Regions from separate parts of the Mus musculus genome. Here regions 1, 3, 4 and 5 are each linked to region 2. Evidence: chromatin contacts called from public promoter capture Hi-C data. All regions are on one chromosome and are shown on one strand. Each heading gives the region's core, a stretch centred on a gene start, on an enhancer-like site or on the middle of the called end of the contact. The rest is flanking DNA. Distances are from core to core; before and after follow the strand shown. Region 1 holds the start of Serpinb7 (serine (or cysteine) peptidase inhibitor, clade B, member 7). Region 2 holds the start of Pign (phosphatidylinositol glycan anchor biosynthesis, class N). Region 3 overlaps Bcl2 (B cell leukemia/lymphoma 2). Region 4 has its middle 26 kb from the start of Vps4b. Region 5 overlaps Vps4b (vacuolar protein sorting 4B).

What was found. Promoter capture Hi-C pulls out the DNA fragments that hold promoters and counts their contacts.
Region 1: a promoter capture Hi-C map of pre-B cells shows a contact between it and region 2, with 2.6 times the contacts expected there. The contact joins the promoter of Serpinb7 here to the promoter of Pign in region 2. A contact is called at or near these places in 2 of 39 promoter capture datasets (the HPC-7 cell line and pre-B cells).
Region 3: a promoter capture Hi-C map of the HPC-7 cell line shows a contact between it and region 2, with 3 times the contacts expected there. The contact joins the enhancer-like site here to the promoter of Pign in region 2. A contact is called at or near these places in 3 of 39 promoter capture datasets (3T3-L1-derived adipocytes, the C10 cell line and the HPC-7 cell line), 1 of 115 datasets of contacts at active chromatin or transcription factors (large pre-B cells) and 1 of 9 other capture datasets (liver).
Region 4: a contact with region 2 is called in a promoter capture Hi-C map of pre-B cells. The contact joins the enhancer-like site here to the promoter of Pign in region 2. A contact is called at or near these places in 15 of 39 promoter capture datasets (the 3T3-L1 cell line, 3T3-L1-derived adipocytes, the C10 cell line and 10 more), 4 of 115 datasets of contacts at active chromatin or transcription factors (astrocytes, embryonic forebrain, large pre-B cells and 1 more) and 2 of 9 other capture datasets (adipose tissue and liver).
Region 5: a contact with region 2 is called in a promoter capture Hi-C map of liver, with 4 times the contacts expected there. The contact joins the enhancer-like site here to the promoter of Pign in region 2. A contact is called at or near these places in 12 of 39 promoter capture datasets (3T3-L1-derived adipocytes, the C10 cell line, the HPC-7 cell line and 7 more), 3 of 484 Hi-C or Micro-C datasets (CD8 T cells, olfactory sensory neurons and uterus), 8 of 115 datasets of contacts at active chromatin or transcription factors (T-cell acute lymphoblastic leukemia, astrocytes, embryonic stem cells and 3 more) and 1 of 9 other capture datasets (adipose tissue).

The regions. Positions count from the first base shown.
Region 1 is chr1:107,419,578-107,425,034 of GRCm38.p6, forward strand. It overlaps Serpinb7 (serine (or cysteine) peptidase inhibitor, clade B, member 7), which reads left to right and starts at 3,112. Exons shown (of 8, transcript NM_027548.3): 1 at 3,112-3,155.
Region 2 is chr1:105,661,066-105,666,431 of GRCm38.p6, forward strand. It overlaps Pign (phosphatidylinositol glycan anchor biosynthesis, class N), which reads right to left and starts at 2,611. Exons shown (of 31, transcript NM_013784.3): 1 at 2,435-2,611. It overlaps Relch (RAB11 binding and LisH domain, coiled-coil and HEAT repeat containing), which reads left to right and starts at 2,796. Exons shown (of 29, transcript NM_173187.4): 1 at 2,796-3,568. The coding sequence starts at 3,043.
Region 3 is chr1:106,685,108-106,690,256 of GRCm38.p6, forward strand. All of the region lies in intron 1 of Bcl2 (B cell leukemia/lymphoma 2), which reads right to left. Among named protein-coding and RNA genes, the nearest start is that of Bcl2, 27 kb to the right of the region's middle. Within about 2 kb of position 3,229, at least 64 of the 459 cell types and tissues checked have an H3K27ac peak or open chromatin away from gene starts, as enhancers often do. A contact at or near this core is called in the HPC-7 cell line, where this site is marked.
Region 4 is chr1:106,820,128-106,825,823 of GRCm38.p6, forward strand. No RefSeq gene overlaps it. Among named protein-coding and RNA genes, the nearest start is that of Vps4b, 26 kb to the left of the region's middle. Within about 2 kb of position 2,379, at least 26 of the 459 cell types and tissues checked have an H3K27ac peak or open chromatin away from gene starts, as enhancers often do. A contact at or near this core is called in adipose tissue, where this site is marked.
Region 5 is chr1:106,772,237-106,778,185 of GRCm38.p6, forward strand. Vps4b (vacuolar protein sorting 4B) reads right to left here. Exons shown (of 11, transcript NM_009190.2): 9 at 5,034-5,253; 10 at 1,771-1,911; 11 at 1-312. The coding sequence ends at 211. Among named protein-coding and RNA genes, the nearest start is that of Kdsr, 15 kb to the left of the region's middle. Within about 2 kb of position 2,910, at least 6 of the 459 cell types and tissues checked have an H3K27ac peak or open chromatin away from gene starts, as enhancers often do. A contact at or near this core is called in liver, where this site is marked.

The sequences.
Region 1 (5,457 bases), core at 1,862-4,361, 1.8 Mb after region 2:
AAATCATTTTACTATAAAGAGTAGAGATGGAAAAATTACCTTCTTACATCTGATTCACACCCAAACTGAATGAACCACATAATGATCATCTTAATCACAGGCTATTTTGAAACCTTGTGGAAAACTAATGCTCGTAAACTTCTGTGAGGACAGTGGTGTGCTCTGAGTCATGGAAGATCCACCCCAGAAGTGACATCTAATCATCAGTAAGCAGGTGCATGGAGCCTGCACCCAGGGACAGCCTTAAGACCTATTTCGATTTTTTTTTTAAAACAAACCTGGTTATATATGGTCACTTTGATCTATCAAATAGTGGTAAATAAGGTTGTCACCTCCGCCCTCTTGCTCTTTTCCTAAGTTCAGGGCATAGAAATTTAGCACAGGAGAGTACAGAAGAGGGTGGAGATGTTTTACCTGTGAATGAGTGTGATCATCATCAAAGCTTCTATGTGTAGGAATGCTGTTGTAAATACCTTGTTGTTTTCCATACTCAAGTATGCCTCTCTTATTCGTTCTTGTGAGTGGCAGATGACTTCACTACTGAATCTCACTCCAGTTGTAGATGGCCAGAGGCCATCTTCAGAGTTATAAAAGCTCTCTAGGTTGCTTCATTGGAAAGATCCCTCTTCTGGTAGTGCAGTGAGCATGTATGAGTAGCAGTTACCCTTGAGGTGTCAGATTTGAGGTGTCAGAAAGGAGCTCTGTGGGTCTCCATAGCTGGCCATCGCTGTCAGCCCTCTCAGCTTTATTTTGCAACCTCCTTACGATTTCTTTGTTTTTAGTCCAGGATGCCAGCTCACCTTCTCATAAAACTTTATATCCAAATGAGAATTTTAATCAGCTACATACATTGAGTTGTGGACATACGTTGGATATATTTCCTTATTTTCTTGTAGCAATTTTAAACATTATGAGTCATAACTCAAAATATAATGTTACTCTCGATATATTCACATAACTCCCCAGAAAGAACCCTTCCAGGGTTCCTGACACTTCTGTGCCAGCTCTGCACTCAAGAAAACCTCCTTCCCACTCATGGAGACTAAGGCAACTGTTTCTTCTGAACAGCAGGTCCACTCACAGAAATATTTTCATACATATACCCTTCATGGATTGGGCTTTTGTAGGACATCATACTGTATGCATATTTTAGTGGCAAACATTTAATTTTTAAGCCTCAATTCTACTAGTACCATGGGAGCCTTGTGTCCTGTTGAAGAGAGTTTAGTCACCAAAATAATGGCATCATTGGGGAACTTAGACTATCTTTAGCATGGTTTGGAAATATAATAGGTAAGCTGAGGTATTTTGAAAAGATTTATGCCTCAAAGATGTGGATGAGTCTTTGTAAATGTCCAGCCTTAGAATGATGAAATTCAGAATGCTGAGACCAGGAAGTCCAAGGACCACTGTATTAGATTGGTGAGCCTTATCCTTTTCTCCAACAGTATCTTCTGTGCATCTCAGCCACCTCTTTTTCCTTCTGTTAAACTATCCAGCAGAGGGATATTATTTACTTGGGCTTTAGTAGTGAAATAAAGTACTATCTAAGAATGGACGAAGTCATCAAGACTTTCAATGTAATAATATATTATTCTATAATATATAATATTATAGAATATATAATATATGTTATATCAATGTTATTAATGTTATTATGTTATTAATATAAGTATAATACAATAAATTATTAGTATAGTATATTATATAATACAGTGTTTTTATACACTACTATGTCACTGTAATGAGCATACTATTTAAAAAGGCAAAGTTGTGGTGGGGGTGAAGGTTGAAAGGGGACATTAAAATTATTGGGGCTTAGACTATAGGCAAGATGCTATTTTATATTACATCACCAAATTGAATTATTATTTAATCGATGCAAAATTTAGCCACAAAAATTTAACCTGGTTCAAGGTCACAGCTAGTAGAATTGCCCAGCTGGAATGTAACCCTAGATGTAGTAAATTATTCTTTATTTTATTTCCAGGTTACATATAGTCCAAGCAATGGGAGCCCAGATGCAAACTTGTCATGTGAAACAGCAGTTCATACTTGGCTCACCCCCTGCTTCTTCTCACACTCACTGCCAGCAACAGCACTCAGCTGCTTTGAGCCATGTTTCTTGTCTCTGAATATCTAACCATCATTCAGCTTTGATGCTACTCAGCTTTGAATGAAATTACTCAACTTTGTCTTTTGCTTTTGAGACTATATTTAGATATCTCTTCTCATGAAATCATAGTATATCTCTTGACTATTCTGCTTTTCATAACACTCCCTAAAGCCCCATCTTTTTCCCTTTAGAGGAATATGTCTTACCTTTTATTTACCTCAGTGTTCAGCATTTATCACAACCAAGAGCAACCTATCCCCAGATGCTCTAGCAGTTGTCTTATGGCACATTTCACAGCATGTCTTTGTTTTATGATGTCAATGATGATGACACACATTACCTTTATCTCTGTTTGTTTTCTGTTTTCCTATCACTGACTTATTTCTCTTATGATGATGGCAGCTGCCTTTCCCCATATGTTCAATGTATTAGTCAGAGAAGATATTCATTTTAGAGAATCTTGAATGATCAAAAGTATTCAATATTTGCATTATGCCATACAATTAAAATGAAAGGAATTCTAGAATACAAGGAATAATGTATGAGGTCAACCAGAATCAATAATATAAGCTTGCTTCTCCAGAAAGAGCCAGCTCCCTCATCCTCAGGTACAGATTCCCTGGTTCCCAATTCTGTAGAAAATGAGCCCTTGAAGGGGGGTTACTCTGCTGTCTTCCTTGTTGTCTGCTAAAATTGAAAGGGGAGAGGAATAGAGAAGTCAGCAATATCACAGACGAGCCACTAAGTTTCATGTCATTTATATACATATTTAAAATATATATGCTATAATAATATTAAAATCATTCAATTTCATGAGAACATATCCTGACAACTTTGAATTGAAATTATAGCTCATTACAAATTTTCTTCAATTTGCTTGAGCATAATTTCACTTGAATGGAGTTATCTTTAAACTATTGTGGTCATCACAATAGGAAACAGGGAGTGTCTGAGTCAGAGGCTTTATATTTCAGAGTAATGCAGGGAACTCTTCCAGACTCACCCAACCAGCTGCAACTTCCTCTATGAAGAGAGTAAGGTAAATGCTTCAGATGTCCACGGTGTAAAGCTGAGAGGGAGGGGGTGGAGTGAATCTTCAGTTCTTTTTGGTGCATGAGACATTAAATGCATCAAGCTTTCCGAAAAGTCTTCAGCTCTCTGGCTTATGGCTTCTCCCGATTCGCTTTGACTAGCGTCACAGAGAATGACATTCACCACAGTGTGGGAGATCAGCTATCAGTCAAGATTTTATGTTCATTTTTTTTTCCAAAAGATAAATGGGGAAATATGTATGAATCTAGCTTTTTTATTTTGTGTGTTCCTATTTAGGTCACTCACTATTTGTCGGAATTTACCAATGCTTTAAAATAGAATCAATCATAATGTAAGACAGTCATATGGATAAAACTTCATCAAAGTTAGCACTTTTTAAAATAAATAGAAAGGTTTGAGAATAATTCTGGAGAGCAGTAGTTGTCTTATAATATATTATTTGGAGTACTGTTGACAAAAATTAAATTCCTTTAATAGTTATGCTGTTCTTATATATGATTTAATGCAGTAATTATATAAGCTTTCTGCTAGTAATTAATTATTAGGAGCAATTAATTTTTATTGCATAGTAAAAATTACTCTAAGATTACATATGCTTTTACCATGAAGCCAAACCATATATTTTATCAACCAAGGGCCACAAATCAGAGTCATTGTATTCTATATATTATTGAAGGTGACATATGTAAGTTTTCTTGTGCTTCATTTTAAAAATAATTTCCTTGATACTTTAATTAGATTATTATAGGAAAGCTTTGGTGAAACCTGTATTTTCTTGTCGTTGCTTTACTCTTGTTTTGACACAAATATATTGACACCAGAGGAGAGACAGAAAATGTTGTTAGTGTTGAAACAGTTCACAGCTAACCAAAGCTGTGATTTTTTCATCTGAAATTTCAGAACTAAGAATGTTCATGAGAATTTTCTACTTTGTATTAAGTTTAAAATTAGAAAACGTTTCTTACTATTTTGTAATTTTATATAAAACTTAGTCTATGGAAGAAACAAGAGAATATGGTTTGGGGATTACATTAAGTTTTCCTCTCTGTAGCCAAATTCTTTTGTAATTAAAAAGTTTGTTGTTTGTTGTTTTTGCTTTTGTTTTTGTTTAGTTTTTTTTGTCACAACATGATGGGTGACACTGTAGTGGCATCTTATGTGGCTTGAGCCCAAATTACTTTCCTTTACAACTGTCTTAGTTACATAACTAAGGACCAAGTGTTTGGCATATGTTGATGATTTTCCAAACATTGTTTATTTTTATTGGCAATTTACATATTTATTTTTAAGTTGCTGCAAAGTTTTTATAGGAAGAAGGAAAAATCTTTGGATGCTAATATTTATTCATCTCTCAGCAGGGGACATCATAGCATTATTCCCCTAGTCAGCCTTAAGTAAAGTTGTCTGTTTGCCTATGGAATGCAGGTCTCCTCTACAAAGAGGAGAGGGGCTTGCATTTAATGAACATACAGTACACCAATCAACTATGCAAAATATAATTTTTCTGGAATTTATTTCAACCTGCGTGAGCCTGTTAATGTAAGAGTGATTAAATGTATTTAGGGCTATCCATCATTTTATAAGTTAAGACTTCAAGATTTATTATTGTCTGGGAATGTCTTGGCTCATCGTTTTCTGTAATTACTTTTTATCAGTATGATTTGGATGCCATGAAATCCATCATATTCAATGAAATTAGTTACACTAATTTTTTTAAATGAGAAAATTCCTGTGTTAGTTTTCTTGTCTTTTTGATATAATAACCATTTTGTGAAACATTACCACGTTGACCAAAAGTTTAGAAAAGAAAAGCTTTTATTGTTTGGAATGTAAAGAATAATGTTGAAAACTCAGAAATTATTCTCTCTTTTTTTAACTAAAAAGTGTAAATTAGCAAGACATTTGTAACCAAATGGGAGAATTGGGGTTTAACTTGAAGTAAAATTTAACCTGATAGCCTCCGCTGGCCTAAAACCCTTTTAGTTTCATTTTAATGGCTCAGCCGCCACCATGTCAGTGTGTTAAAATGTTCCCACGGACACAATATTCCTGTGAGCTCTGGATGGAGCTCCTATGTGTTTGCTGTTAAGGTGATTTCTAAGAGCAATCCCATTCATTTGCACTGAGTGTCCACTGCCAACAGGGAGTCCTGAAACTTTTGAAGACAGAGATTCTAAACACATCTTGTAGAAGAAATCCTTATGCTTCTAAAATTAATGAAAAAAAAACCTATCAGTATGTGTTTAATTTTTTGCTTCATATTTTTATTAATTTGGTTCATGATTTTT
Region 2 (5,366 bases), core at 1,361-3,860:
ACTCTACTTTCAACTTAAGACTCAAAGGCAAACCTTTTAAACCTATTTTTAATTTGTGCTTTCAAATTCAGTCCCTAAATTCATGCTGCTGCCTCTTTTTGCCCTACTGACATAACTTTCACAGGCTCTGCTAGTCATTGATACCCGTGTTTCAAAAACCTGCCAAATGTCCTCAGTATCCAGTATTTCATTGATTAACTGACTGTACTGGCTGGTTTTGTATGTCAACTTGACATAGGCTGCAGTTATCACAGAGAAAAGAGCTTCAGTTGAGGAAATGCCTCCATAAGATCCAGCTGTGGGGCATTTTCTCAATTAATGATCAAGGGGGAAGGCCCCTTGTGGGTGGGACGATCTCTGGGCTGTTTGTCTTGGGTTCTATAAGAGAGCAGGCTGAGCAAGCCAGGGGAAGCAAGCCAGTAAAGAACATCCCTCCATGGTCTCTGCATCAGCTCCTGCTTTCTGACCTGCTTGAGTTCCAGTCCTGACTTCCTTTGGTGATAAACAGCAATGTGGAAGTGTAAGGCGAATAAACCCTCTCCTCCCTAACTTGCTTCTTGGTCATGATGTTTGTGCAGGAATAGAAACCCTAACTAAGACACTGACCACACTAACATTTGCTGCCAACCAGCTACCAGGCACTGTGGCAAGAACATTCACAATTCTATGTACTTTCATTATCTCTCTGGGCAGATGAATGTAAGAGAAGATGGGAGAATTTAGGTCCAAACATTTTCAACGTCTCACAATAAATGATATGTATATGATGTGCCCTTCTATTATTTTAAGAGCAGTTTTCCTCAGGCACCCTAAAAGTATATTTCTAAGCATCGCCATTACAAAGAAGAAGAAAATACACATTTCTGCTCATGTTTTTCCCATGCCATTCACTAATCCTCCATTCCAAAATTTGGTTACATTTTTAATCTCTTTGACAATATCAAAGTTAGAACTGATACCCCCTTTTGCTAAGAAATGTGAAACATTAAAATATTGCTCATTCTATACTATTGCCATGTTACTGAGGATTTTTTTCCAGATTCATTAATAAATAGCACAGTACAGCATTTAGTCCAACGAATTGGAAGCTAAAAGTCTTATTTAAAAAAAAATCCTTACTACTAACACTATTTTTAAATTGCTTCACAATGTAGCAAGGGTCTTTATGGTCTTTTACTATTTGGGCTAACTTTCTCCCCATCTCCCGGTCTCCTATGCTCATTTAAACCACCCACCCCAACCTCCAGTATTCCCCCTCCCACCTTCATATCACATGTAACATACTTTAAAAGCTCCTGTTAAAAAGCCCAAATAATAACTATATAGTAATACCAACCAAAGAAAGCATTTCAGAGCCTCATTCAAATGAAATTTTAGTTTCCTGTGAGACTGATTAAACTGAAATTAAAACCTACACTTAACTGCTGGGATACTTTACATGTAAACCGGTAACCAGACCTGAGGTCATATAACAATGCTCTATTTTTATTTTCCACAAAGATAAAGGAGATACTTCATTATATATATCAGAGCAGATGGTTAGCACTGTTGGCTATTTATTTTGTTGTCTGTTAGGACCTGGTGTTAATAAGAACTTAATTCTAAAACCAGGAAAAAGTGGCATTCTATGTTTAACAAAATAGAAGATATGAGGGCTAGGAGTCTAATAGCGACAGGGAAACTTCTTATCACCTCAAACTACAATCAAGGAATAGCATAAAGGATAAATGATATTCCAAACCTACGAGTATAGTTATGTGCTAAATGTTTCATAAAGGCCATCAAATCTCTCTACAGAGTACAATTTTTTAAATCGCTAAAATTTGATTGATCCATAAAGAAAACCTCGATTCTAGCCTAAATGGACTTAGCAAGGTTTCAGGGGATTGTGGAAAAGAATGGTTTTGGACAAAAGATAGGTGATACTTGTTCCAACGAATGTGTCCTAGTGCAGTGGACATGACCAGGCCACTGAAGCGGCCCAGACAACTTAGTTGTACTGAAGAGATAGCGCTGATAGTTTGAAAAGTTCCTTTGATGTAAAGTGTATGTTAATTTCCATGGGTTTACATATTACTTAGTTTGTCGTCCAAGACCAGGCTGTTCACAGATGAGTGTAAAGGCATCTCGAAACTCAAATGTTGCAACTTCCGTCCAGGCTCTATCTGCACCCTTCAGCTTTCTAAGTCCTATTCCCGGACGGAGGGGGCGGGAAGGCGCCCTCCTTAACCACAAGGAGGCCATGCCGTCGCCAGATCTCCAGGGGAGAGAGCAGATGGCTGGGAAACTAGGGAAGAGCAAAGAAGCCAGATTCTGACCGCTGCTCAGAGCACTTGCTATCTGGGCGGTGACAGCAAACAGCGACAAAAAACTGAAGCGTGAAGGGAGAAGCGGGCGTGGGAACACCTTAAGTGCAAGGGTCCCGGGACTTTACCTGAGAACTATCCGGCTCAGGCCCAGTCTTGGGAACGGGACCTCCTCAGAACGAAGGCAGGACCCAGGGCGGTGAAAGATGTCGGGAGGGTTCCCTTCAACCCTCAAAAACCACAGCCAAATCGTACCCCTCAGCGACCTCCACCTCTACTGCTCCAGGGAACGCCCCCAACCTGCCCCAGGCCTTCGCTGCTCTCGCGATAACTCTCTGGCCAGGTCCTGTAACTCCAGCCAATCCTCGAGAGCTTGTGGGCGGGGTCTTATGTTTGAGCCTGGAGCGGTTCCTTCGATCTTGCCACTCCAAGGCCAGAGGTGGGTGGGGCTGAGGCGGGGACGGGGCGGGGCGAAGATGGGACCAAGCCAGTTCTCGCGAGACTAGGGACCAGGAAGACGCCTGCAGAGTCGGCTACTGGTGCAGCAGCGGCTGAGACGGGAGGTGCTGCTGCATACCGGGCTCCTGCCTCCCAGTCCGGCCTAGGCTCTAGGTGAGGAGAGGTGCGGTCGGCCTGGGCTGCCTAGGTGGTCGGCGGCTCTCGGGACCTAACGGGGATTCAGGCTGAGGGCCTGTCGGGCCAAGCAGGGAAGCACCCACATTCCTGACAGAATAAGATGGCGGCGATGGCGCCCGGAGGTGGTGGCAGTGGTAGCGGAGTAAATCCTTTCCTCAGTGATTCGGATGAGGACGACGACGAGGTAGCGGCAACCGAGGACCGGCGGGCAGGACTTCGGCTGGGTGCCGGGGTCGGCCTAGATCCTGGTTCTGCAGGCTCCCTGTCGCCACAGGACCCCATGGCCCTGGGAAGCAGCGCGCGGCCGGGGCTCGCTGTGGAGATGTCCGCCGCCCCGGCGGCTCCGGGGGGCAGCGGGGAGACCCCTGCCCGATTGTCAATCGATGCCATCGCCGCTCAGCTGTTGCGCGATCAATACTTGCTGACCGCCCTGGAGCTGCACACCGAGCTGTTGGAGAGCGGCCGCGAGCTACCACGACTGCGCGATTACTTCTCCAATCCTGGCAACTTCGAGAGGCAGAGTGGGACCCCCCCAGGGATGGGGGCGCCCGGGATCCCTGGCGCCTCCATCGTCGGAGGCGCTGGAGGTCGGGAACCGAGTACGACGTCGGGCGGAGGACAGCTCAGTAAGTAGGCGTCGCCTGTCACACCTGCAGATGGGGGATTAGAGTTGGAGTGCAGCTGAAGGGGATTGTGGGCGGGTACTGAGTCTAGGGTCGTCTTGAGAAGGGAGAGTATGTTGAGTGAGATGCGAGGTGTCCTGTGTACTGCAAACAGAAAGATCCTGCTGTAGCTCTTCTTTGCATTGGTTTCCGATCTTTGGCAGGTGTTGTACAGCTCCTGGCTCCCCGTTGGTGTTGGGACCTATAACATCAGGGTTTCCAGTTTATTGAGTATTATGGCACTCTAGAAAGCTTCCTTATTGCCTGGGCATTTTTCTCTAGGCAGTTTTCCTTTTTTCCCCAGGCTGTTGAATCACACTACGAGGAAATAAAATGTTTCTTAGTAATTCTTTGACTCAAGAAAAAGAACAAACAGGAAATGTCAGCCCTCTGTACTGAAGTTCAATCCACTGAAGATCTTTTGTCTTTGCTTTTCCATTATTTTGTATCATTAATATATGCTAATAAAAAGAAGGAAATGAGATGTGTCTGCTTCATAGAATGTTTTCTGTTTGAAATCAGTTTCACTACCCCAATTTCAATAGTATTCCGTATACAGGAAAGCTGTGGAACAAACAGACCAAGGATCTTTTACCAGCTTTCTTTTCAACATAGCACTGGGAAGGATTGTTTTTCTCTGAATAAGTGACTCTCACTTATTTTCTTTTTTTTTCTTTCTTTCTTTTCTTGCTACAATCATTCATTTTTAGCAGAGTAATCACTGGCCTAGTCATTATTTATATATAAGCTTTAATGAGAATTCTCACTGTCATCTTTAAGAGGCATCAAATTTTTCCATACTAATGCTAATACTTTGGTTCTGTGAACCCAACTGGAATTTACTAATAAATAAGCCTGATTGATTTCTAAATGTCTATACTTTTGCATGATACCAGAGGCTTGAAGTTGCTAAAGTTTGATGTCATAACACTGGGAAGGGTGAATTCTCTATCAGAGTAATCCTAAGCACATTTCCTTCTTTTATAATGTCTAAATTATCTAACATTGTCACCTGACAAACTATCTCACTGGGACTCAAATTTTCACTTATTTTATATATATATTACTTTATGTACATCCCAGACTTAGTTGTTTTTGGGGGGGGGGGGGGGAAGATGAGACAGGGTTTCCCTGTATAGCCCTGGCTGTCCTGGAACTCACTTTTGTAGACCAGGCTGGCCTTGAACTCAGAAATCCACCTGCCTCTGCCTCCGCCTCCCAAGTGCTGGGATCAAAGGCGTGCGCCACCACCGCCTGGCCCAGACTTAGTTTTAACCTACATCATAGCCTTTAGGGTTTCTTTGGTTTTTTTGTTTGTTTGGTTTTTGTATTTGATTCGTTTTAGTTATTAGCTTGGAGTTCTTGCCGCTCTCTCATTTTTCAGAAATGAGGGGGAGTGTTGACGGCATGACTACTAACTGGGAAATGAAGACTTTTTATATTTTTTATATTTTATCATTTAAGTGGCAGATCTAATATTTGAACCTAGATCTCTATCATAATATTGATTTTTACCACAGCTATATATTATGTCTGCTTCAGGACACAACTGAGCAAAAGTTAAGTTTTTTTTTCAGTATATGATCAAGTGAAGTAATCAGAGTAGGTCTTCACTCAAAATGGCCAATTAACACAAAAGGCAAGTGAGGTGATAAAGAATAACGTAATGGAGGAATTGAGAAAACATTGCACTGTGTTAAGGTGAGAGGATATGAATGATCTGAAAGGAGCATCACTCCTATTTCATCCAGGTAGTCACACT
Region 3 (5,149 bases), core at 1,979-4,478, 1.0 Mb after region 2:
TCCTTGTCAGTAAATAAACACCAAACTTTAAAAAGTAATTGTTTTCCATTCTTATTCATCGCAGTTCTAATCTGCTGCTCTTCTGTTCGGTGATTTTATTTTATAATATAGTATAAATCACCAAAGGAATACAGGCATTGATTTGCTGACTGTTAATTAATATCTCCATGTTGCAATTTGGGCTGGAATTAGGAGACTGTCTATATTTCAGAGGAACTTGGAAAATTAGTTCATTTAGTAGTCACAAACACAAAAATGGAGTACAATTTTCAATATTTTCAAGTGCCACTCATGGGGATATACCAAGATATACCAATCTTATGAACTAGAACCTCAAGCTATCAAGAAGACACAATGTTTTGGAAGCAAAATTAATCACAGACATAAGCTACAGAGATACAACACAGGCAACGTTTAAAATAACTGCTTATTATTTAAGAGCTAAGCAGGGTCTTTGGAAAATATGGCAGGTCTTAAAACAATAAAAAGATGTGTGCACCTCTAGTCAGCATGCCAAAGTAATGGATTCACATGCTTAGCAGAGTACAAGACACATGTAGGCTTATATAACTGTAGAACAAACGAAGAACGGAAGGAAGGAAGGAAGGAAGGAAGGAAGGAAGGAAGGAAGGAAGGTAAAGTTAAAAACTGGTAGTTACTGCACATCATTTAGTGAATGTCTCTGAACACTTATGTCCAAGATCTGTAGCCTAAGCACGGTAATAGATATGCAAATAGGATACTTTTACACCTAAATGTGTAGAAAGCATTTGCATATATCACTCATCATGTGACCACACTTGGCAGGGTGCCATAGCAAGGTTGGAAGTCCCTGAGACAAAGAGTTTGAGGCCAGTACCATGTTTTCCTATGTCAGAAATGATGGGAATTTTAGAGTGTTTAGACAGAAGAAGATTTTTCTGAGATATAAAAAAGGGGAAAAATATCCAAAACCGAGGTGTCAAGCTGGGTTCCAGAAAGGACCACCTAGATCAGAGGACTTGGGATGGGGCTGGACTCGCTTCATGTGTATTGAAATGAAAGGCAGGCGTAGGCAGCACACCACAGATAGTAAAGATTTCACCTGGTCTTCATTCTTCTTGAGTTTCATTTGTTTTGCAAATTGTATCTTGTATCTTGGGTATTCTAAGTTTCTGGGCTAATATCCACTTATCAGTAAGTACATATCATGTGAGTTCTTTTGTGATTGGGTTACCTCGCTCAGAAGAACGAAGATGAAAGTGTGGACACTTTGCTCCTTCTTTGAATTGGGAACAAAACACCCCTGGAAGGAGTTACAGAGACAAAGATTGGAGCTGAGACGAAAGAATGGACCATCTAGAGATGCCATACCTGGGGATCCATGCCATAATCAGCTTCCAAACGCTGACACCATTGCACACACTAGCAAGATTTTGCTGAAAGGACCCTGATATAACTGTCTCTTGCAAGGCTATGCCGGGGCCTAGCAAACACAGAAGTGGATGCTCACAGTCAGCTATTGGATGGATCACAGGGCCCCCAATGGAGGAGCTAGAGAAAGTACCCAAGGAGCTAAAGGGAACTGCAACCCTATAGGTGGAACAACATTATGAACTAACCAGTACCCTCGGAGCTCGTGTCTCTGGCTGCATATTTATCAGAAGATGACCTAGTTGGCCATCAGTGGAAAGAGAGGTCCATTGATCTTGCAAACTTTATATGCCTCGGTACAGGGGAACACCAGGGCCAAGAAGTGGGAGTGGGGGGGGGAGGGGAGTGGGGGGGAGGACTTTTGGGGTAGCATTGGAAATGTAAATGAAGAAAATACCTAAATAAAAAAAAAGATTTGATCTGGTAGAAGAGATGGTGCTTAAAAAATTCTGAAGAAGAATTTTAAGCAAATCTGTTGAAGACATAAGATACACTAGAATAAGGAGGAGCTACAGTGGGCTTATGAAGATCCAAGCTCATGCTAGGACTGGTGGTTGCTGCAGGATAGTGAAAAAGCAGTAGATGCAGAGACATGTCCAGATATGCCAGCAGGCCCTCCTGACTCTGGGACAAGATGCCAGCGGGCCCTCCTGACTCCCTGCATGGGCAGCTAGAGCAACATACAGGCCAGTGCTGAGCCGGGGACATCAGGAATATGGCAGTAACATGAAGAGAAGGTGCTGAGTCTGAGAAAGGTTTTGGGGGGACAATGATGGGTTTAGTGCTGAGCTGAAGAGTTGACAGCATGTTTAATTCCAGTTGCCAACGAGGACGCCAGATAGAAAGGGTCATCAGAAAATAGCATGAACAAGAACGTGCAGAATCAGCTGCAAATAGAGATAATGAATGAAGCTATGGGAGTGGAGGAGACCATTCACAAGAGAGTCAGAGGGAGAATATGGGAAGTCGGGGGAATGAGTCCAAGTAAGTACTGTTCAGGAAACTTCCAAGTCAGTTATCCAGCATATGAAAGTGGAAACGGTGGGGACAGCCAGATGGCTGGGTAGATAAAAGGTTGATGCTGAGTAAGCTTGGTGGCCTGATTTCACTCCCACAACCATGTAAAGAGAGGAGGACAAAATGGACTCTACAAAATGCTTGTCTGACCTCCTCCTGCACACCACGGTACAAGCCCTCCCCTGCACCATGTGTGTTCCCACTCATCCTCATAACAAATGATGATGTTGATGATGAATACTTTAAAACTAGAAAGATAAGCTTCGTTCCCATATGTTTCATAGCGAAAAAGGAATTCCTAAGGCGCCGCTTCAGCTCACTCACAACAAGGGCAGTGGCAGCAGTGCAGTGTGGGAAAAAAGTAAGCGCCAACCCCACGGTGGGAACTTCCTGTGAGAGAGCCAGAGCCATGGAAGGAGCGAACACCGGCTGCCTCCAGGCACAGCTCTCCTCTCCTAAAGCCAGGATGCGCTTCACTGAACAGAGAAAAACAACCCAGCGCTTCAAGGTGAGCCTCTGTTTCATAGAAGGCAATGGAAAAGGGCAAACCTAGTCAGCGCAGATACACAAAGGAGGGCCGAGACCGGCTATGTGTAGGTGGGCGCTTCCTCCACCCACCCGCATCCCACCCGGTTCTTTTCCCAGCTCATTACAGACACATTTCAACGCCTCCGAGGTGTAGATAAAGCTCCTCACATGTACAAACTGAACTTCTCCACAGCAGAGATATAGTCTCTGCACCAACGTTCCCACCTTTGCATGGAACAAAAGCTTCACTTCTGCACTGGCACCCACAGCTGTTTGCCACGAAGAGAAAGCACACACCAGCCTCACTGGCTCTTTGAAGGTACACCATCCTTTTCCTGTGGCCTAATTTAGCTTCAGTTGAAAAGTGTAAAGAAAAAAAAAAGGTCCATAGCACAAGAGTTCCTTAGCAAGAGGAAGCTGATTTCCTCCCAGTATCAGTCCTTTGAGGCACACAGGCATGCTTGGTTTCCACTCGTGTGTCAGTAAATTTCTAAAATGTTCCCAGAATGAATTATTCTTTTGACTGAAGTTCAAGGTTGAAAGTGAAAACAAGCAACAACTTTCTAAAAATCGACATTTTCTTTTACCAAAAAATGATCAATCTTCTTGCTAATCTGGAGAACGTGGGACTATTACCTACTTGGCTATTTGCCCTCACACAGGTGGAGCAACCTCTTGCTCTCCAAGAGAATATTGTGAGCCCTGGACACCAGGAGTCAGAAAGCATCCACTAATCCACAGCCCTGCCCTTGGGGTCATGACCAAGACAGTTAGAGCTGTGGCTGGGAGTTTGCTATTTAATGGAAGAGCACTAATCCAATGTAGAAATACACACATCCTCATCTGCCCAAGCCTGCAGAGGTAAAGCAACGTAGAATTACCTAGTCCGGTTGAAGCTAATTACTTGTCACCCGACCAAACACGGTCCTGTGTACCCATGAGTATTCTCTGGGGTTTTGTAGTTTGTTTTGTTTTGTTTTCAATAAAATGGAAATATTTGCTGAAAGAATATTTTCGGTACATCTCTTTCTTGTGTCAGGAAGATGGAGACAGGACTAGCATCCAGTTGTGCCTTTTCCTGAGGTCTTATATTCTTAGACAAAGGCAAGCTTAGAAGACGGATTATGGTGAGCCAGAAGAGATGGCTCAGCAGTTAAGAGTATGTACCTTGCATAGGACCCATGTTTATTCCCTAGCACTTACACTCACAACTTCCTAAACTCCAGCTCCAGGGGCATCCCATGCCTCCAGCCATCATGGACACCTGTGCATACCCACCTTAGAGTCACACACATACACATAATTTAAAATAATACTTTTAAAAAAGATAGCTTAGGGAAGTGGATACTTGCTTAGAACTGATGTTCCAATGGAGTCCAAGAAGGCTAGAAACTTCTTAGCATGGTTGGGCTCACAAGTCCCATTCTAGATGGTAAAATATACAATTATCCTGGTAATTTAAAATTGTCAATCTAATAGAGTAAAGTAAATATCCAATCAAAACACTGTCAGAAAAGCTTCCATTCTGAGCAATTTAAATTAGGCATTGGATTGTGATAACAGAGAAAGAAAATAATCACGTGTGATGGAGCCAACCAGGTGCTCTGTAAATAGACTGTATGAAACAGTCTTTGGACCGTGTTAACCCTCAGCTCACATAGATGGTTCTTCACTATGAGAACAACATGAAGGGAAGGTGTAGCATTTCACCTGAAGTCTTTGGGTACAACAGGCAAGGAGGCAGGGCTGTCAGCAAGGTTAACTGTAGCACAGAACTCACTAAAGCACCCTCATACTCCTAGGATTAAGGAAGGAATTTAGGGGTTCTCCTGGATGCAGTAAACATATGGATGTCCTTCCCTCTGTTATTGACAAGTCATCTTAGCTAGCTTTCAGCCCAAAGACCTGGAGGCCCCAACCTCTCCCTCTTGAGGACATGCTCTGAGAGAGCAGTGCAGAAGAGTCCTGCAATGCTCAAGCTGGGCAGCGTCAGCCCTCACTCAGTACCGCTAGCCAGAGTCTCAGAGCAGCATCTCCATATCACCCAATAGCAGTGAAGGGAATGAGGTCTAATAGCACATCAACACTCTCCTCCGGCACAGAGCACCATGTCCAGAATGAAATTTTCTCCAAGCCATTAAACATTTTAAACCAAAATGTACTCTGCTCAAACCCTGAACATAAGACTCAG
Region 4 (5,696 bases), core at 1,129-3,628, 1.2 Mb after region 2:
CAAAGCCTCCCCATGGTTGCAGCCAGCAGCCACAGCCTTTGCATAAATGAAATAAAGTATATAGTGGATTAAAATAAATATAATGAAGCTAGTTATGTTTCTTATTGATCTTGAAGATCTTTTTCTCTCAAGGCCTTTTGTTGAGTCTAATTAAAAGAAACTGTAGGAATTATTTTTGTCTACTAACCCGGACGTAGACTTTAACTAAGTTGGAAGTTACACATGCAGGAGACTTCCAGCTATGGTTGTTCAATATGCTCTTGTCATATTTGGAAAAGTAGTTGCACGCATCCACCTGTAAAAGGGCTTCTTTTTTAACAGTATGCCATCCACATAGAATGAATATCGTACCACTTCCGAAGACTTATTTGACTTATAATGTGTGGGCACAGAGACCCGAGGCTCCTTCTGGAGTTGAGCTGGTGTTATAGGTAAACTGCTCACACTCTCCCTTCCCCTACCCTACTCCTCCCTTCATGACATCCCTCAACCCATGGAGATGCTGAAACTTGGGTCTTCTGTTAGAGAAGCACACACTCTTAAATGTTGAGCCATCTCTTCAGCCTTGCCACCTTCAAAGTAAAGCTTTTAGGTAATTGCTTTTGGCTTTTCCTAGTCTTCTCAGGGTCGCCTGAGTTGTGTGGCTTCCTTCTCTCTACCTCTCCTCTTCTCTGAGTGTCTTTCATCACATTTGACCAGTTGCCATAGAACTTTCATGTGTCCAAATGACATGCTCTGTTTCTGCCTGTGGGTAATTAAATTCCAGCCATCACTTACTTCAGCAGTCCTCAACCTGTGGGTAGTAATATCCGCATATCAGATATTTACATTAGAATTCATAACAGTAGCAGAATTGCAGTTATGAAGTAGCTACAAAAATAATTTTATGGTTGGGGGTTACCACAATATGAGGAACTATATTACAGGTCACAGCATGAGCAAGGTTGAGAACTGCTGAGCTACTCACTGTTCATTCTGGATGGGAAGGATTTGGCTATTTTCCTTCCCAGCCTGCCTCTTCCACGTTCTCACCCTTCCTCCTGTCCCGCAGGCCTGCTCCTTCCATGTGCTTACACAAATGCATGCATCTTCTGGTCCTACTACTCTCCTATGATAAACTGCAACCATCTGCTTTCTTGGTTTATGACTGGACTGATGAGTGCTAAAAGAACTATAAATTAGGTGAGATAGGCAAGGAGTTAAAGGAATTATACATTAGGGAGTTTGTAGGTGCCTTTTCAAGCAAGCCACAGAATGCCAATAGCCAGTAAAGCTACTCTACCAAATTTCATCATAGACTTTCATGCCAGGTTACCATCGCTCCACACTTACGAGGGTAACTTTTATTTTATTTATTTTTTTAGAATTTCATACAAGAATGCCATATTTATATAATTTCCACACCTCCCTTCTCTCTTCTATTCCCCACCCCCTTTAAAGTTCATGACCTCTTCCTCAATTATTGTTTTACACACACATACAGACAGTCCATTCTGAGTGTTCACAGAGAGCTAGAGCTGCTCAGAATGAAGACGGGAGCATGGGGGAGAGGAACGGTCAGGGCCAGGGTATTGCATCTAGAATGCTTGGGAGGCAGAACTGGAAGGCACAGGAGCTGAACCCAGCTGGGAGATGGAGGATTCAGGGCAAAACAAGACTTACCTTCTGTCCTGTGGATGGTTTGTATTGCAAGCCTAAAATGATTTCTATTCTTTTTTTTCCCATGTATTCAATTAAGGGAATTGAGGTTGAAAACCTGCGTGGTTACAATTATTTGCTTTCATTATTGAGTAGTAAATGTTCTTTCAACTTTGAATAAATGCCTAGACACTCGACAATACAATAAAAACACACAGTACCTTACAGGAACTTCACTCTCCCCCAGTTCCCAGTCTTGATTGTCTGTTGGGCCAACCTGAGTAATTTCTCTGAAAGTGCTGTCAGAATGAGATAGCAATTATGTCACTCATTGGCAATAAACAGCTAGGGAGCCATCACCGAGAGGAAGTTTAAAAGAGTCTCCTGGGAATTACGTTGTTCTGCTTTAGTTCTGTGAGATGTAAATGGATCTCTAAAAATGTGTGCTTATGTGCTTTTTCTCTCTTATTGCAACATAAAATGTATCCCTGAGGTAAGGCCCATGCCATGATGACAGATTCAAGTATTCACAATTTATTCCTCAGGGTTAGGATTCAGTAACTTAGAGTGGCCAAGGACCTGAAATATCAACTATTTTTAAGTGTCCCATAATTCTTCCCCTTTTTTTCCCCAAAGTATGAGTCTCTCAAGATTTACCAAAGATAGAGTGTGGGCGCTGTGTAACAGAGAGGCATTCATTCTTGGAGACTGGCCTACTGAGATGCTCATGTAGGGGCCTGTTAGGGTTGCCATTTTGGAAACAAACTCTACTTGGAACTATGCCCAGTCCCTGGGCAGAGAACCTGTCCAATTCCATTTGCATTACGCAGCCAAATGTCTTGTCTGGTGAGGAAATCAATGAACTTCTTAGATATTTATGGGGCTAGGTTTGACTGGGTAAAGAGGAACGACAGCCTAGAAAAAGAGGTGCAAACCCTCACTGGTATTTATTAGGAAAAAACACCTTTTGGTAATGTAAAAATTCTAAATTATGGAATATTTCAATGATATTTAAAAATGATTATATATAGCAAACTAAAATTCCTATGATTATTCATCAACTAAATGAGAAGACATATTTTCTTACCCCCATATTAAAATACATATAAATAAAAAATGATTTGAACTCCCTTTTAAAAAGATTTATTTTTATTTATGTGTATATGTTTGTGTTTGTGTGTAGGTATGTACACTGTAGGTGTTCATGGCAGCCAGAAGACTGTGTCAGATCCCTTGGAGCTGGAGTTACAGGTGATTGGATGCTTCTTACTGTGGGTGCTGGTAACCAAACTGAGGTTGTCTAGGAGAGCAGTAATCACTCCTGGCCCTGAAGTCCTCTCTCCAGACCATATTTTCTATTCTAAGCAAATATAAATCAGTACTATGGATGTGTGAAAATAAATTTCAAAATAGTGACTACAGTGGTTTGAAAAGGCTTGGCTCATAGGAAGTGGCACTGTTGGGAGGTATGGTCTTGTTGGAGGTAGTGTCATTATCAGGGTAGGCTTTGAGATCCTCCTAGCTGACAGTCTTCTAGATGTAGAACTCTTAGCTCCTTTTCCACTGCCATGCCTGCCTGGATGCTCCCATGATTTTGCCTTGATGATAATGGACTGAACCTCTGAACCTATAAGCTATCCCCAATGAAATGTTTTCCTTTATAAGAGTTGCCTTGGTCATGGTGTCTGTTCACAGCAATGGGCAGCCTAACTAAGACAGCTATGTTGAAATCAATGAAGACCTGTGGCCTATTAATAATGTGATTATGGAGTGCTGGAGAGATGACTCAGCGGTTAAGAGCACTGACTGCTCTTCCCAAGGTCCTGAGTTCAAATCCCAGCAACCACATGTTGGCTCACGATCACCCGTAATGAGATCTGATGCCCTTTTCTGGTGTGTTTGAAGAGAGCTACAATGTACTTAAAATAAAAATAAGCCTTAAAAAAATTATGTGATTGTGGCTTCAACTGTACAGTGAGAGTTGCTGCCCTAATGTTTCTGAAAGGGCATTTGAGAGTTCATTTATCTGCAGGGAACTGTGAATTCAAGGAGCTTCACTATGTACTCTATTGATGATATACTCGACAATAGTAACTGACTGATAGGCAGGACCAGAACCAGACCAGTGAAAAACAAGCTGTGAAGTCTTTCTGCTTGGATCTGGAAGATGGCAGTCTGTGATTTCTGATAATGAGTGCTGTGACGTGTGATCGAGGGTGATGGTGCGGGATGCACACCCTCTTTGAAAAAGTGGCTAATGACCTATTATTGTGATGAGTTTTATTTTTTATTTTTATTTTTTATTATTAGGTATTTTCCTCGTTTACATTTTCAATGCTATCCCAAAGGTCCCCCATACCCACCCGCCCCAATCCCCTACCCACCCACTCCCCCTTTTTGGCCCTGGCGTTCCCCTGTACTGGGGCATATAAAGTTTGCAAGTCCAATGGGCCTCTCTTTGCAGTGATGGCCGACTAGGCCATCTTTTGATACATATGCAGCTAGAGTCAAGAGCTCAGGGGTACTGGTTAGTTCATAATGTTGTTCCACCTATAGGGTTGCAGATCCCTTTAGCTCCTTGAGTACTTTCTCTAGCTCCTCCATTGGGGGCCCTGTGATCCATCCAATAGCTGACTGTGAGCATCCACTTCTGTGTTTGCTAGGCCCCGGCATAGTCTGTGATGAGTTTTATGATCAGGTTGGTCCCAGCTTGGTGGAGGAGAACATCTGTGTGATGATTTCTGTGCCCCATTTCACCTCTATTCTTTTTTAAGATACTTTTTGGCTTTTCGAAGATTATCTGTTCTTAACCTCACTGGTTTCTTCACTATTCATTTCTTCTGAATCTCTTTGTAGAGATTGATACGTTCGTTACTCGTTGGCACAGGTTTCTTCTCTCATAGGTCCTCTCAGCAAGCACAACAAGAAATATATGTATGTACACATTTTAATTTGTGGATATCCCCATATCAACCAAGCTATTGAAAACCTGCAATGCAGTACCATGGAGAGAATCCTACTGCTTCTATAAAGATTGTCATGAGCCATGCTGTGTTATCTACGGTGTGCTGTGAAGATTGATCCTATAAAGTATGCCCTCTGTTGCTGAGCATCCCAAGTTACTTTTCATCAAACCTCATGTGGGATGTTGAAGGTGAGAAGATGCGATTGATTGTGTTAAGGGCCCTGTTACTGTGCTTTGGACAGTGTCAACGCACCGTTCCCTTATCTCTCCTCCTTCCACTCTTCCTTTCTTCAAGTTGCATTAACTTTGGGAAGGCTGCTACTTGGTGGAGATGGAGGAGGAGGCATCATCATTATGACTGAGGAAACATCTCCAGAAATCAGAGAGAGGCTTCTGTTTATGCTTTAGGGGATGGAGAACACTCACATTGAAGCTGTTTCCTGTGACAAGCGCTTCTATGGTCCATATGTCTTTAGGAGAAAGGCCTTAATAGTTTCTCATGGGAAGTTGGGTTGCTGTCTGTGTTGGGCAGAGGGTCTGGAGAAAGGAAGGACTGTTTAGTAACAGGGCATCGGGGAAGGAAGAAGATGCTGGGAAGGCAGTGAGAGGCAACATGGAAGGAGGACCTCTAGGTCGTCTCCCATGTCCCTGTTCTTAGCTGTTGGGAATCAGCTTCTCCAAGGAGCTCATTTTAAAGCCTATTCAGGGATGGTTTATAAAATGCAGTAAGTGCAATTTCTGCTGACAATGAACCAGGACCTATTGAAACCAGGAGGAAAGAATGAGGAAAGACTTCTTCAGTGGAAAGGACAGCAAGAGTACCAACAGCAGAGCCATGAGATTACTCATTGATGCTGACCGAGTCAGCTTCATCAGCAAAGGTTATTGAATTCTTAAGTTCCAGGATTCTCATCATCACATTAGAAGTAATCATGATGATATTTACTTTATAGTGCCATGAACCTCTAAGGGTGATACAAAATATTATTGAGATTAGCAAAAAGACTCACAAGAAATGCTAGAATGATACGGCTGGATGATTGCTTAGTGGTTAAGAGCATTGCTGTTCTTCCAGAGGACCTGAATTCAGTTC
Region 5 (5,949 bases), core at 1,660-4,159, 1.1 Mb after region 2:
TTCCTTACAATTCGACAATGTTTGTGAATTAGAGAATTTAACAGACAGTGAAGGAAAAGGACAACACAGACTTTAGGAACACTCAAGTGACATGTATGTTTCCCTGGGTAAACGAGTTTTGCTGGAAATAATCTGAATGTCATCCAAGAAAGGCAAAATACCTACAAAAGAGAAGAAATGCAGCATAAACATGTTCTTGCTGTCTTTGTGTTAGCCTTCCTGGCCAAAATCTTCTGTAAACTTCTTCAGCTTCAACAAGTCCTGCTCATTGACTGTTGGCTTTGTGCTGGACAGGGACCGCAGCATATCCCACTGTCAGAGAAAGGAAAGAGGTCATTAACAATGGACTCAATACAGTATAAATGTCCTTCTTCGTTGTGAATTTACAGTTGCCTAGGAAAATGTGCTGTGTTATGAGCTCCTAGCAGCAACTTCCTCCTCGTTACCTACCATGCTCACTACCTCCTACAAAGACAGGCCATAGTCCAGCCACCATCTCACTCCTGGTCTAACTCTTTATCTTCAACAAGAGGTCTATTTCACACCAAGTGTAACCCAGAAGAAAAATGGTAATTGCACAAGCAATTGATAATTTAGCACAGTCTCTGTGGAATTCTGTAACTGAAGTATCGAATTCTGAAAGTCAAGACTATTAGCATTCAATAATAGTAAAACCCTCTACATTATTCTAATCCTTCTGATGAAAACTATAAACTGCATTTTGTAGTAGTATCACTATATTCCTTTTTAAATTGTACTCCTTATTACTACAAAAATATATTTCTATAAGTCACTTGGTTGTACTTAAATGGAACAGCAATGAGAATATTTTTTAAAGTTAAAACTAAGAGTGAAATGGTGAAAATACACTAACATCAGAAAGTCATTAAAATGAACGTTTCCTATAAAATTACATCACAAATGAAAAAAGGAACCACTGTAAGTTACTCTGAATTCTTCAAATCAGGACAGAACATAAAACTTACAACAATAATCTCATCTGGAAGTACTGCAGTAAGCGGGACTTCTGAGTACTCAGACAAGCACTGAGTCTGTGTCCCTATACAGACACACACACACAGCAGACTATGTCTGCTCACTAGCACATCAGTCTCCTCTCTTAATGCTCCTGTCCAACCTACCACAAAGCACTCTGAAAACTGGCAGCTAAGGCCAAAGCTGTTTGACACTGGGTGTTCACCAGTAACCAAGCAGATTTCTGCAGCACCACACTTCTATAAAGATACACCTTACAAAATAAACCGTGAAGTTACTTTAATTTCTACAATGTAAATGTACACACAATAAAAAAAAATGTTCCCAAAGTCTTATACAGTATTTGAGAAAAAGGTTAATGTTTTCAATTAAAAATTTAAAGAACTCCATGATTTAAACTTTCTATGCAGCCTAAGAAAGTAAAACAAAACAATACTATTTATCAATACTATCACACAAGAGTTGATGTTTCTGGTTATTTTTAAACATGTGCGATTCAGGACAAAACTCATATTTTAATTAAGCCCTAACAATATTTTGTGCAATATATGTGAGAATTTTGTGGATGACTTAAGTCAGAGCAAATTGTGCTTTCAAAATACAACCTTTTCATTAACACAAGTCTCACACCTTTAGATAACTATTTTTACATGTAAACAAAATTAATACTTACAATTCTCTTCAAGTATTAAATACATGAGCTTGATCATAACATTCTCTAGTGCTATAGAAACGAAATGACATATAAGTGTATAAAATTTTAAAATGTCCCACCATGGAAACAACTGGCTCCAAGAGTTTATCTCCAGGAACATCCATCCATGTCATTTCAATAGCCCCAGGGTCTCCCGGAGAGCAGGGTGTCAGCAGGTCATTTACAATGCAGTTAGGATCAGCTCTTGAGGGTCCTCGAACCTGTAATGATAGTGACTTGATTTCATCTGAGTAAATGAAATAAGAATTAAGATTCCGGTCACTATCAGAAAAGTTAAAAATATTGCTACATCCACTCCAGCAGTGACAAGCGCGACAGGCCCCCAAAACCTGGGCACCGTTCCAAGGCGAAAAGTTCATGGAAACGACCCTTGACCCTGGCTTCTAAGATTAAGTGGACCTTAGGTGGAACTGTTTTTGATCCCAGTTGTTAAACACTGAATTTTATCCCAGTTGGTTCTTGCCAGTCCTTCCATGTTTGCATTCCTCTGTTTTGTATAAGAATCCGGTAATCTCATTTGTACCTGGCCGATATGTCACCTAACTTCCCTATTTTCTGTATAAAAAGTCTGATGCTTGATTTGTCAAATTGCATTCAGATTCTACAGAATCTCGTGTGTCGCTTCTGTTTGTCATTCATTCACTGACTCCTTGTCCACCTGCAACTAGAGACCCATTCCATGCAGATAGGAAACCCAAAAAGGGGATAGTCTTCGGCAAAATACATTAATTTTTAGATTGTATTTAAAATATTTACTCTAGGAAAAATAGAATATATAAGGAAAAATAAACTAGGGTTAAAAAGAAAAGTTTTGAAAAAGAAACAGCTCCTTCTAGCTACCCTATTCTTCCTGTAATGCTTATTAAGTGGTAGTTACATTATAGATCAAAACAAACATTACAAAACTCTCCCAAGTTGCTCTTTTCCATGCCTGAAAGAAAGCTTGAGATATTGTGTAGGATTAGTCTTAAATTACTCAATCTTTAGGTCTCTCTCTTAACAAAAACTTGAGAATCCCATGTGTGCTGGTTTAAATGAGGACGGCTCCCACAGTCTCACACATTTGAAGGTTTGGTCTCCAGGTGGCCGAGGGCTTAGGAAGGATTAGGAGGTATGGCCTTGTTGGAAAAGTGTGTCATTGAGCTTTGACTTGGAGGTTTCAAAAGCCCAGGTCACACTCTCTCTGCCTGACACTTGCCAATAAAAAAAAGTAAGCTCTCAGTTACTGCTCCAGTGCCGTGCCTGTCTGCCTCCTGCCATGCTACCTACCATGATGGTCATGGAATTACCATCTAAAAAATACAAGCAAGCTTTCAGTTAAACGTTTTCTTTTATAAGCTGTCTTGGCCTTGGTCATGGTGTCTCTTCAGAGCATAGAAAAGAAACTAAGAAGACATATACATACTATGCTAGTTGGCTTTTTGTCAACTTGACAGGAGGGAGAATCATGTGTGAAGAAGGGATCTCTATTGAGAAAAATGCTTTTATCAGATGGCCTACAGGCAAGTCCATGGATCCTTTCTTGATTATGACTTGCGTGGGGAGATCCAGCCCACTGTGGGTGATATCACCTCTGTACTGGATGTCCTGTGTTTCTAGAAAGGAGTGCCACTGAGCAGCACTCCTCCATGTCTCTGCATCAGTTTCTGTTTCTAGGTTCCTGCTCTGACTTCTCTTTACCATGGAGTATCATCAGCCTGTAAGCCAAATAAACAAACCCTGTCCTCCCCAGACTGCTTTTGGTTATATTGTTTCATCACAGCAATATAAAACTAGGACAGAAATAAAATTACATGCTTAATAATGTCTATGTGATTTCATGAAATGTAACTTAGTTAAAGCAAGATTTTAGCAATATCTAGAAAACAACCCTTTGTTACAAAGTAGCATATATTTATTTAGGTGGTTGCTTTCAAGTCTATTTCATGATGATCACCTTTATTTCAAGACTGAATAGGTGTAAAATATACCCTGGCTTCCTTAACTGTGTACAAACCTACTGTGTACACACTCACACTTAAGTTTATATCTATATTTTTTTCTCAACTGCATGAGACCAGGGATTTTTGTCTTTGTTTTTGGCTGATTACATCCTGACTGACTCTGGGCTCAGACTTACTATGTTAGATAACTGAAATAAACAGGCAAATACGTCTGTTCTTTTAGTTGTAACAGTTTCAAAAGTGGAAGGATGGAAACATGGGAATATCTACTGCAGATGGTGATCCAAAACCCTAGTGTTAAAGCTAATTAGATTATAAAGAACACTATCCATGTGTGATGCAGATATCACAGTGAAGCCACTAATCTGTACAATTAAGATACATTACTAATTATGGTTTTTAAAAATTATGCTTGCTTTAGCCTTTATGATATTAAGACCTGGCTTCATGTTCACATATGAGGTCCCTGGTACCAAAATGTAGAAATGAGTGACAAATTCTAGGTAAGAAAAGTCTAAGGTCCTAAGAATTTATTTTCTAAGTGCAAAGGGAATTAAAAAGAAAATATGATGGCTATGGCATATATTTAATCCTGAACCACATTTCTCTCTAACAAGCTGCTACTGTACAAAAGCACTACACGTTAGTGAGGAAATGGCTGAGAAGAACACACAGTGAATAGTCAGCTACTATCATTAGTGTTGTGTGTAAACATTATCTCACAAGATCCTTACAATAATTCTTCAAAGAGTGCTATCTCCATTTAAGAAACAACAACAAGAATTACATAGTAAGACTATAATCTTCTCATCAACTGGTACCCGAATCAGATAGCTCAATTCATTCATATGGGAAAGGCAGAAAAGGCTGACAATCCTGACTTCAGATTCTGAAATACACTCCATCATACCTTTGCCCCTGTGAACTACAATACACAGAATTGTGTGTGTTAGCACCCAAGTTTCAGATTCACTGCTAACACTGTACCTCTTGTTTCCTCTCTGACACAGTGCTGGACAGTGTGGACAGAGAAAGGCCAGGCTAAGCATGTACTGGATCTACTTTTATGATGTGGTGAAAATGTAGCAGATTTTGCTCCCAATTGCTCTGGCTATGCTCAAAGCAGCCTCTCATCCATGTGAGCTGTTGCACTTGCACCAGAATGACTCAGAAATGCCTCACATTACTTCTTAAAAAAACACAATCTTTAGGACCATAAATAATGTTCACTGGAGAAAATATTTTCAATGCAGCAGGAATATATTTATTACATTATCATACAACACTGAAGCCATTTCAGCTTCTTTGGAAAATAAGCCAGGGACAGTCCTGAAGTTTCACTTAAAAAGTACACGACAGGGTCAAGTAATGCTTCTTACCTTTTTGAAGTGAGTAGCTGACTGAACTTTTCTCACAGGCTGCATAAGTGCATCCCGTACAATGATACTTATATCTGCTCCTGAATAGCCATCCGTCTTCCTCCCAAGTTCTTGGAAGTCTGCTTCTGTGAGGCTGTTCTGAGTGCTGCCCAAGTGCAGTCTAAACATGGCTGCTCGGGCATGGGCTTCGGGCAAAGGAATATAAATACGTTTCTCAAATCTTAAAATAAAAGAAATTACACAGATGATGTAAAGCATATAAGCTTAATTTCTATGTGAAATGAGCAGGTTTAGAAAAATCCCAGATGATTAGCTGGATAGTCTTTATTATACTAAGATAGGGTGAATTCGATCAGAGTAAAATGCACACATACTTAAGTGTTCATGCGCACACATATTCCTACCTACCTCAAGGGAAGACTATCTATAATACGCTGAAAACTAAAATTAGAAGCAAAATAGTCAGGGAACAAATCTTGAGGGGTTTAGTCTTTCTCACACAACTTTTGAGTCCTTTTTGGCTGTTTCTATGTCTGGAATTTAAAGCATAAAAGCACATCTCACAAGACTGAATTCTGAACTTGTGATGAAAAGTAATGATTCATAATACAAAATAAGGGTTACCATAATTCTCTAAATTCAAAATAGTAAAACTACTTAAAATCTTTCAAAATAAACATTACACAAAATGCTCTTAGTATGAGTTCATTCTGAATAATCCTGTACTATACGTAATTACTATTTTTACTTGGCTTCATTAAATTCAGGCATTTGGAAACTGAGAGGAAGCAGTGAGGGACAATGTTTTCCAGATCCCCGGGGCAGTGGGGCAGTGACATTTGTAAACGTTTTTCCTACCTTACCTTTATTAGCTGGCCTTCCTTTGGAATCAGGCTTTCTAACCTACCTCACACAT